2 separate regions of the Mus musculus genome follow, and region 1 is linked to region 2. A link is a contact called in public promoter capture Hi-C data. All regions are on one chromosome and are shown on one strand. The core of a region is the stretch at or near the end of the contact, and the rest is flanking DNA. Distances in the headings are between cores, read along the strand shown. Region 1 holds the start of Dusp23 (dual specificity phosphatase 23). Region 2 holds the start of 4933439K11Rik (RIKEN cDNA 4933439K11 gene).

Evidence for each region. Capture Hi-C pulls out chosen DNA fragments and counts their contacts.
Region 1: a promoter capture Hi-C map of pancreatic islet shows a contact between it and region 2. The contact joins the promoter of Dusp23 here to the promoter of 4933439K11Rik in region 2. A contact is called at or near these places in 14 of 39 promoter capture datasets (the 3T3-L1 cell line, the C10 cell line, the HPC-7 cell line and 9 more), 16 of 484 Hi-C or Micro-C datasets (CD8 T cells, Th2 cells, bone marrow-derived macrophages and 7 more), 8 of 115 datasets of contacts at active chromatin or transcription factors (bone marrow-derived macrophages, embryonic forebrain, embryonic limb bud and 4 more) and 4 of 9 other capture datasets (adipose tissue, liver, macrophages and 1 more).

What each region holds. Positions count from the first base shown.
Region 1 is chr1:172,631,583-172,636,457 of GRCm38.p6, reverse strand. It overlaps Dusp23 (dual specificity phosphatase 23), which reads left to right and starts at 3,484. Exons shown (of 2, transcript NM_026725.2): 1 at 3,484-3,842; 2 at 4,632-4,875. The coding sequence starts at 3,576. The coding sequence ends at 4,817. Gm35601 (a long non-coding RNA gene) reads right to left here and starts at 3,478. Exons shown (of 5, transcript XR_001779542.2): 1 at 3,317-3,478.
Region 2 is chr1:172,549,216-172,554,574 of GRCm38.p6, reverse strand. 4933439K11Rik (RIKEN cDNA 4933439K11 gene) reads left to right here and starts at 3,769. Exons shown (of 3, transcript NR_040558.1): 1 at 3,769-4,058.

The DNA.
Region 1 (4,875 bases), core at 2,235-4,734, 82 kb before region 2:
ATGTTTCATTTTATAAGTCATCTTGGTCATGACGACTCATTCTGTTGAGCTTCTGAATAAACAGAAAACTAAACAGAACAGGAAGAGTGTGCCTTTAGAAACATCTTGTGGTTCCAGCCCCAGCTTCGCCTCCCCACCCCGCCCCCACCGACTTCTTTCATGCTTGTTAGTTTTATTGCACAATTAGCTTTTGACTGTATATTATCTGATTGTCAGATATTGGCAATGGCTTTGATGAGAGGCTTAGTACTTTATTACATATTCTGAGAATAATTATATCTGTGTCTAAATCCCCCCAAGTATGTCAAAAATTCCTCAAAATTGAGGAAGTTACCCAAATCTTCTTGTTCCCCCAAAACATGTCCCACACACATACCCACATACACACATATGCACATACTATCTATCAATACAGATGCACGCAGTAGAGATTGTCCCCAATAAAGACCAAGAAACCTGCTCCCTTTATGAAAATAGTAATTAGACAGAATCACTTCCTTAAAAGGAGAGACACGAAAGGGGGAGGCTGCAGGAGGGAGATGTGAGGGTAACATAGGGACAAATATAATTACAATACTCTGTATGAAACTGGGTTTTTTTTGTAATTTAAGCCTTTCAGAAAAATAAAAGCATAAATTCAACAAATAAACAGTCTAGGATAATGTTCCTTATCTATTTTAATTGGAGGTTGTGTGTGAGTACACACATGTAAAAATTCACTGGGGTGTGTATTTGTTTCGTGTTTTAGTGTGTGAATTAAATTACAGTAAAAAAATGAAGTTTTAAAAGAAGTTACACATAATATTCAACACAGTCCCCATGCAACTGAAGAATCCACAGACACCCTGGAGACTCCCAGTGTCTTGAAGTACGTCTTGCCAATGCATTCTCTTTATTTTTTCAGTCCATTTACTTAACACTTTTGAACACTATGTCCAGACGCTGGTAAAAATAAAAGATTCAACAAATCAGTCTTAGTTCCAACAAAAACAGGAAACTCTGGCTCAACAAAGCAACTTCCACAGTGGGAAGATCAGAGTACACAGAGCCTAAACCCTCCTGAGGCCCAGATAGCCCTAAACAGACAAGAAAGATCCTGTAGATAATGTGTAAGAGACTGCCGAGGTTGCAGGAAGCCTCGCCAGGAGCCCAGCAGTGGCTTTTCTTACAGAAACCCTCAGCTGAGACAGAAAATTAAAGGAGACACCTGCAATGGGACACAGCTCAGACATGGACCCTGAGCCCTTCTCTCTCTAGAAGATGAAGGATGAGCAGACAAGGGAGAGCAAGTCTTCACTCGGAGCTAACTGGCCTTTCCACAGGCAAGCCTGCGTAGGAGGGAGGATGATGGACGACCTTTCAGCCTCAGAGACCCACAGGAGAGAGGACACACTGAGAGCAGCCTAGGGGCTCATTAGAGAAGAGAGTCTGCCTCCCACTGGAGAAGACAGGCTTGGAGCTGGATAGGAAGGAGATAAGAGACGTGCACGGAAGGGCGAGGAGAGACGTGGAAAGTTCTTCCCTGACACGTGGAAGGTAGACAGAGAAAGCAGAGAACCCAAGAAGTGATCTGCCCACACGGACAGTTCCTGGAAATGTTACTTCCAGACACAGCTGTCTGCCGTCAAGGTTCGTTCCCACTGAGCCAGAGCAGGCAATCCACCTCGGAAAGGAGAAATCCTTCCATTTTGCTGATGCCGTGGACAGCCCTCCCGCTGCCCGGTTGCTGAAACAATGGACTCCACGATCCTGGAATTTCCCCCGAGAGCCTCACGCAGGAGAAGGGAAAGACTGGGAGCCTGGTGTTTGAGAGATGGGGAACTTGTCTCCTTGTATGAGAGACGAAAGCAGAGGCTAGGGTGAAGGGGGGCATGGAGAACCACACCTTGACCAGGAACACTCAGTTATACATAACTCTTACCTTCTACCTAAGCCTAATCCTCATACCAGGACCCTAAAGATAGACTTGGGTGGTAGGGACTGGACCTCCTTGTTTCTCTCACTAATGTAGCACACTGAATAAACCACCTCCCGCTTTCACTAGCAGGTTTATTTAATTGGCCCATTGAAGAGACAAGTAGCCCATCTTGGCTTGTTATGGCTCCCAAGGCCCAGATTTTCACCCTAATGACCAGCAACCAAGGGAGGGTAGGATGTCTTCATACCCAGGTCTTGTGGGCTTAGGTCAGTATGTCCCTAGGCCCCCGGTTAAGAAAATACCCAGGGTTTTAAACACAAAATGTTTGGAAGAATGTGAAGATGGCTGTGTAACACTGTCATTTCCTGGATGACTGTAGGAAAGTGTGCCATTAAAAGATTCTGGAGAGGGGGACAGAACAATGGCTCAGCAGTTAAGAGCACTGGCTGCTCTTCCAGAGGTTCCATCCCCAGCACCTACACGGCAGCTCACAGCTGTCTGTAACTCCAGCTCCGGGAGTCCTGACACCTTCACACAGATACACATGCAAGCAAAACACCAATGTACATAAAATAAAAATAATAATAATTTTTAAAACAAGATTTCGGAGCTGGAGAGATGGCTCAGCAGTTAAGAGTACTGACTGCTCTTCCGGAGGTCCTGAGTTCAAATTTGAGCAACTACAAGTTGGCTCACAACCAGCTGTAATGGGATCCGATGCCCTCTTCTGGTGTGTCTAAAGACAGCTACAGGGCACTCATATACATAAGATAAACATTTTTTTAAAAGAGAGAGAGATTCTGGAGAATGGTATCTTCCTTAGCTTCCTCGGTGCCTCAGTTTTCTCATCTCTAAAATGGGGTTACTGTGATCACCTACCTTATGGCGATTAATTAACATATATAAAAAGTATTTGCACAAGTACCTAACACAAAGCAAAAGCTTAAATGTTGTTAACCCTTATGTTGTTGATAGTGGTTACTATATTACCCTGAGTACCATTTCCAGTGCCACATATTTCCCCACCCCCCATCCTTTAACTACTGTCGGCAGTAGAAAAATAAAACTTTCTATTGTCTGGGACATAGTAGTTCCCTCTTACTTCAAGAACTCAAGAAGACAGCAACCATGACTGCTTGGTCATTGAAGAGATTACCTACTCACACCCGCGCCCAGGCAGAAGTAGATTTTTCTATCACTATTTAAACCCCTTGTATAAAAACTATGAAGAGACCAGGCCGTTAGGCGGCTGGCCCACGATGCAGTAGCTCCAACGCACCACCAGGGAGCAGCAGAGCCCAGCCCTGGGCTGTTTTCTCTACAGGAGCAATTAATTGGTTCCAGGCTTCCTTAGTGCCTTCACTCCCCGCTGCAATAATCACGCTTGTTGTTGATTACCCAGCCTATCAACGAGTGCCCTGCTCGCGTCCGTTGGGCTGTAGGGTTTCTCTGCCTGCCTTGGAGCCGTCTTAGCCCCGCCCCCGCTGTTCAGCCAACCCTGGGTGGGGAGGAGCGTCACGGGGGAGGGTCCAAGAGACTACGTGGCCCGCTAGGGCAAGTGCTGAGCGGGGACGGAATCCAGCCCCAGAGGGGGGGTGACCCAATCTCCCGGCAGAGTAGGAAAGGCCAGCCTCGCCCTGAGTAAACTCCCCCCACGATGGGCGTGCAACCCCCCAACTTCTCCTGGGTGCTTCCGGGACGGCTGGCCGGACTGGCGTTGCCCCGGCTGCCCGCGCACTACCAGTTCCTGCTGGACCAGGGTGTGCGGCACCTGGTGTCCCTGACGGAGCGCGGACCCCCTCACAGTGACAGCTGTCCCGGCCTCACGCTGCACCGAATGCGCATCCCTGACTTTTGCCCGCCGTCCCCGGAACAGATCGACCAATTTGTGAAGATCGTGGACGAGGCCAATGCCCGGGGAGAGGTCAGCACGCTCGTGAGCCAGAGCGAGAGGGCGGGGCCTGGAAGGAAATGAGTGGGCGGGGCCGGAGCTGGAGTCCGAAAAGAGTGGGAGAGCCTGGGGTTGGGGGCGGGGGTGACAGGGCTAAGTGGGGTGGGAGCTAGATGGACCCACTCCCTGACTAAAGTCAACTATGCTGCTAGGAGAGGTGGTGCCAAGTAGGCTGGAGAGAGAGTACTGTCAAGTGAAATCCTTCCAGGAGTCCAGGGAGCGCCTATGTCAGACGGAATCAGTTCAAAGCCCTTTTACTAGAGGTCCAAATGTCATAGAGACACACTTGTAATTTTAAATTTTACTAGCAGCTACGTTTTAAAAAAAAAACAAAAACAAAAAACGAAAAAGATGAAAAAGAAGCAGGTGAAGTTAATTTTGTACTAATCCAATAAGTCAAAAATATTATTTCAACATAGAATCAATATGAAACAAATTATTAATGAGGCATGTCCAGTCTTTTTCATGCCGCATCTTCAGGGCCTGGTAAGTATTTTGCACCTCAGCTCAGTTTGGACTGACACATTTCAGGAAAAATAGCACCACAAGTGGCTGGATGTACTATACAAGACAGCACAGGATAGAGGCCAGGCGATGTAGGCTGAGAGCCCAAGTTGGAACCAGCCATTCCAGAGGCCTCCTAGTCACCTGTCCTCCCACAGCTTTGATGTCACTTCTTGGAGAGCCTGTGATGTGTGGGGTGAGGACAGGGGAGTATTGGGGAGGGCATTGGACTCTACTCCATCAGTCTCCACTTCACAGGCTGTTGGAGTGCACTGTGCCCTAGGCTTTGGCCGCACTGGCACCATGCTAGCCTGCTACTTGGTGAAGGAGCGGGCTTTGGCCGCAGGAGATGCCATTGCTGAGATCCGGCGCCTGCGACCAGGATCCATTGAGACGTATGAACAGGAGAAGGCCGTCTTCCAGTTCTACCAGCGAACAAAATGAGGACTTCAACAGCCCGCCTTTCCCCCTCCCCAACTCCTGCGGCCAGGGAGGAAGGGGA
Region 2 (5,359 bases), core at 2,520-5,019:
AGGAAGCACACGGAGTCCACGCAGCTCTGTGTTCTAAACCCCTTTACCCAAACTGCCAACAATAACAGGCTGCTCCGGGGCCCGCCAGATGCACACAGTGACTATCCTTATTTCCTTATCTATTTTGAGATTTATGGGGTTGTCCTGAGCCTTCGGGAAAACAGGAGTCATTATCCCCGTTCTACAGATAGGGAAACAGAAGCCCGGAAAAACAAAGATTCAGTTCAGAGGCAGCTACTGACCAACTAGGGATAGCCAGGCATCCTGGCACTCAGTCCCAAGTGGTCCAAAGGAGAGCCTGGCGGCCATATTGTCTACTACTACTACTACTACACATCAGAGGGGAAGCATGGAAGGCCAGTGGTGAGTGGAGGGGGAGACAGACAGGATCAGGAAGAGGGAAAATGAATAGAAAGGGCTGAACCTGTGGTTCCACTAAACTGACATGGAGGGATCCATTGGCGCCCTGGATTAGAGCTAATGCATAGTGAAGGCTGCCTCCGGGGTTAACTTCGAGGTTAGCTGAAATTATGAATGAGGCAGAGGTCGGAGATGAGTTTGGAATTAGAGTTAAGGTCGGTATTAAGGTTCCAATTGCAGCTAGAAGTGCAGCAGGCACCGACCACAGCTCCGTGTTAAGGCAGGACTTTGTGCTATGGAAAGAAATCTGTTTTCAGTGTCATTCACAGATCTGCATGTGCGTACAGGTTGAGGTAACTCAAAGGCCCGGTTGAAGTTGATTTAAGATTTGTTACAAATGAATTTGAACTGAGTATGGGATTTAAGTCAGGAGAGGGTGGTTGGGGTTAAGATAGGAAGTAAAAATACATGATCAAGCAGCTTCAAGGTAACCAAAAGGGAGAGATTTTAAGATATAGAAAGATAACAACCCCTGCCACACACACACACACACACACACACACACACACACACACACACACACACACACCCCTGCCAAATCCAGGTTTGGCTCAATGCTGGAAGCACGGGACTGGAGCATAGTGAGGTACCCAGGGTCTGAGGGAGGGATTCAAAAGTGCACGAGCCCATATGAGAGGGGGTGAAGCAACTTAATCCCATAACAAATGTAACTTCTGAAGTCCTGCTCCACCGCCTGCTCACAGCCTGAGGAAGCTCCCAGATGCCAGAAGCTATGAGTAACCAGGGGATTCTGTCGCCAGACGGAACCAGAAGATGAGGCCCCTCAGAGAGATTTGCTGGGGGGAGGGATCCGATTGTGGAGCCCCAGAGAGGTTGAGGTTGGGGGTCTAGGGAAGAATCAGGACCTATTAATTAGAGAAAAAAACACTTTTGAGGGGTTCACAGAGGGTTTCTCAAAGCTGGAAAAGGAGACAGCATTATCGTTGATCCCCCATGACCTACTGAAGGCTAATTGTCACCTGCTTGCAATTTGGAGCCTATAAAAGAAGCTGTCAGTCTCCCTGCCCTATGCCATGGGGGTGGGGAGGAGGGGAGAGGGTACCAGTCATAGATCCAGCCTAGTGTTCCTACCTTCTAAGACTGGCCTGCAGCCCAGTGGCTCTTTAAGCCTCTGCCTCAGCAAAAGAAGAGGGCCCCACTCCTGAGAGGCATTCTGCTCTAAATCTTCCCTTGCCTTTCCTTCACCATCTGACTCTGCCCTAAACTTCCCATTTCTAACACACACACACACACACACACACACACACACACACACACACACACACACACTCCCACCCCCACTTCCCTTTCAGATCCCATAAAGGTCCAGGCTGACATCAGAAAATCTTGGACTTCCGTGCTAGGAGAGGACAATAGCTCTTGCTTCTATTCTAGGACAGAAATAAAAAGTTAAAGACAAAGACCTAGAAGAGAGTGAGCAGAGACTGTGGGGGATGGAAGAGGCATGACCAGCAATCAGAGCCAGCTTCAGAGATGTGCTCTAGCCCAACCCCAGATCCCTGTGGAGGACAGGCAGCCTAACCATCCTCCAAAACTAACTATCAGCAATCCACACAAACCCCTAGTTCTTCAAGACCCCCAGCTGACCTGGGACTACAACCTGACCCCCTTTAGACCAGCCTCCCTCATGGCCGGCCCCTCCACTCCCTTTTCCGTGTCCCCATGTAGACCTAGAGCTCACCCCAGAACGCTCGGGGATGAGTTTAACCACCTGAACAAGTTTCAGAGGGGTTCCAGAGCAGGAGTTAGGAACTACCACAGGGAGACAGATGGTATGATGTGGGTCTCAAAGCAAGGTGGTGGCGAAGAAGCTGGATTCTGGAAACCAAGGGACCACCACAGCCGCTGACTCTGCAGCAGGTTTCAGTGAAGGTAATAAGATGTAGTACTACCAGGTGAGGCCAAGGGCAGGGGTTCAGAGATGGTGTTGGTGGATGAAGGATCACTCTTAAGTTCTGACAGGAAGGATCAGAGTCACGTTGGAGAAGAGCAGATCTGTTAGTGCTTAAGTTTGAAGATGTGCAGCGCAGCTGTAGATTGAAACTCAAATCAGAGCCGTAAGCAATAACTTCAAACACAGGTGACCCACATATTCTCTGGGCCCGTCATCCAGCCTCCCGAGCCTCTGCATTTCCACTGGCTCACCTCAGAAAGAGGGGGACTGCAAGAGGGAGCCTGGATGTACCGAGATCTGTCCCATCACACAGTATCCCAGAACTGACCTGGCTCACACAGTCTTGACTTCTAAAAGATCGACCTGGTCTCCAGGGACGTGAGAAGGTTGACTGAATGTCATTGACTGAAGTGCCAGGAGGGCAAGCAGAGGTGAGAGGGAATCCCTTGTAAAGAGTGTGTGGAATCCTAATGACAGAGCTGAGGGAGAACCGAGAAGCCTTCACGCTAAAGGTATCTTCACAGCACGAAGCTCAGCTGCATCTCCATCTCACGGACCTTCATCTGGACTTCATGCTGGAATGTGGGGAAAGAGCGAAGAGTCTCGGCTCCTCTCCTATAGCATCCCCGTGGATGGGAGACAGAGCCAAGGGAAGGGACACTTAGCCCACGATGTGATGAGGTGTGCTGATAATAATCACAAGGTCCTGCTTGGTGGAGATGATGTTTAAAGAGAGACTGAAAAGGTTACTGATCATGATGAGCCGAGAGAGAGAGAGAGAGAGAGAGAGAGAGAGAGAGAGAGAGAGAGAGAGAGAGAACCCCTGAGGTGGCCAGAGCTGTGTCTCGGTGCTTGGGAAGTAAGCCAGGGTCCTGCCAGACACAATTCAGAAAAAATGAAACCAGGAGTGACAGCTGGTGATTATTTTTGAACAGAGTAGATAAAATCCTTGAGCACTAAACCTCTTGGAACCTTCGACTCGAAACCTACGAGAACTTCACTGGGATCATAGCCAGGTCCTCGGGACTGATTCTGCAACTCAGATTGATTGGCCTGAACCATGCGCCCCCATGTGTGGAGACAGATTTTGTGATGTATTAATCTCTATCTGTCCAGTGGGACCTTGGCTTTTGGACTTGTAGGAATAAAATTTGCTTTTGCTTCAATATTTGGACTTTCCCATCACGTATCTTCAAAGAGAAGCTGTGGTCCCCTCAACCCCCAGGGTGGTCCCAGGCCTGGCCTGCTCTAAACAACTGCCCAGAGAGGCTTTGGAAGAAAGCTTAGGTGTGGGGTTCAGAGCCTTTCCCACTAAGCCTGAACAGACAGGCCCTCCCTCTGCCCTCCCTGTTTGTTTCCTGTTGCCTGGATACCTGAATAAAGGACTGGATGAGAGAAGGTGGGGCTTGTCTCAGCTCAGCCAGGCCTGGCTGGAGAGGGAAGTGTTAACTCTCAGGGGAGCCATAAGCCCTGCCCAAGAGTAAAGAGGACGCCTCCCCTCCTCCTCCAGGTTCCTCCTTCCGATACTTCCCCCGGAAGCCTCTGCAAAGCCCAGTTTCCAGAACACCGGCACTGTCCCACGTAAGGCTCACCATGCAGAGTGGATGGATACAGAGAGCTTCCTTCCGTCTTATAGATTGTGCACCTGTTTAGCGCGGCCCCAAGACTAGGGCTGTGCATGTCACACACACGAAGACACTGGTGGACTGGGCTTTCTGAGCAGGTAGGTAGTGGGCGCCTTGTCTCTCAGGGAAAGCAAGCCAGGTTCTGCAACCATTTGCCTAAGGCTTACAAAGAAGACTGGAACGCCGGCAGTTCTCCAAGGTCTCCTCCAGCCATACGTTCTCGTGATTTGGTAGTGCTCATTCCCATTAGCCCAGACACAGACATTCTCCGGTAGCCGTGTAGGGGGAAAAATTCACGGACTCTGAGGAGTTTCTCCCAGGCCCTCCCTCCCTAGCCGACCTCCCTTCTTCACCTCCTCCTCTTCCTGGGAGGCTGAGAAAGTCACAGCTTCAGCTGCAGCACTGTCCCAGCACCAAAGTCATCAAAGCCACTGAGACAGTGGCCACCCTTTTGAAGAAGGATATTGGCACGAATGCAGGAGTTTGAGCCTCAAGAGCCGTGAGGACAAGGGCAAGAGCTGTGAGCGTTAAAGCAGAGGAAAGGGGTTGCACTCTTTAAGGATAGATAAATTGTGATTTCCTGGGATGCATCTCAGTGCACGGAGAGAGATGTGGGTCACTTTTCGATAGGAAGGGACCTGAGGTCTTGACTAAATAGTTGCCTTGACCACGGGAGCTTCCAGGCTTCACAAGAATGTAGCAGGAGGGGTGTGGTCGAAAGAACAGAAAGTGAGGAACTCTCTGTCCCTAAGCCTCCAAGCCTGTGTACCCAGACTTCTTGTCTGAGACTTCAGCGTCTTCTTTCTTCCATCACCTAAACAGCTGCCACCTTTCCTCACCCCCAAAACCCTGCAGAGCTTTGAACTCTGAGAGCCCCTTTCATCCGAGCCTATTCAAAGTGCTTTTACTGAGACCAATTAATGCCCAGCTGTGACCCAAGTCACACGCAGGGGTACTGAAGCTTTCAGGAGCACCAAAGGACATCCTGGCATCCCACTGAGTCAGGGACTATGTGGCTAGGCCACCAGAGCTGGCAGCACCCAGCTGGAGCAGTTGCAAAGGTTCAGAGACTGCCCCACCCCCACCCATCCCCCAAGCCACTGCAGAGCCTGGCAACAGGCTCACATGGGCAGGTAGGGCATGGAGCCCAGGCAGGAGCTGGGGCATATATGCCTGAGACACAGCTGCTTGCAGATCTGACTGTGTGTTCTACCCGAGTACCCAACCACTGGGTTTCCTAAGGCTGGACCAATCCAGTCTGATGCATTCCAGAGGCATAAGACAGGCTGTGAGATCCTTGGGTGCTAATCTGTACCTTTCTATATAAGACAATATAAATGCAGTAAATAAAAAGAGTCTGAGCCTGATGTGGTAGTGCATGCTTTTAATCTCAGAACTT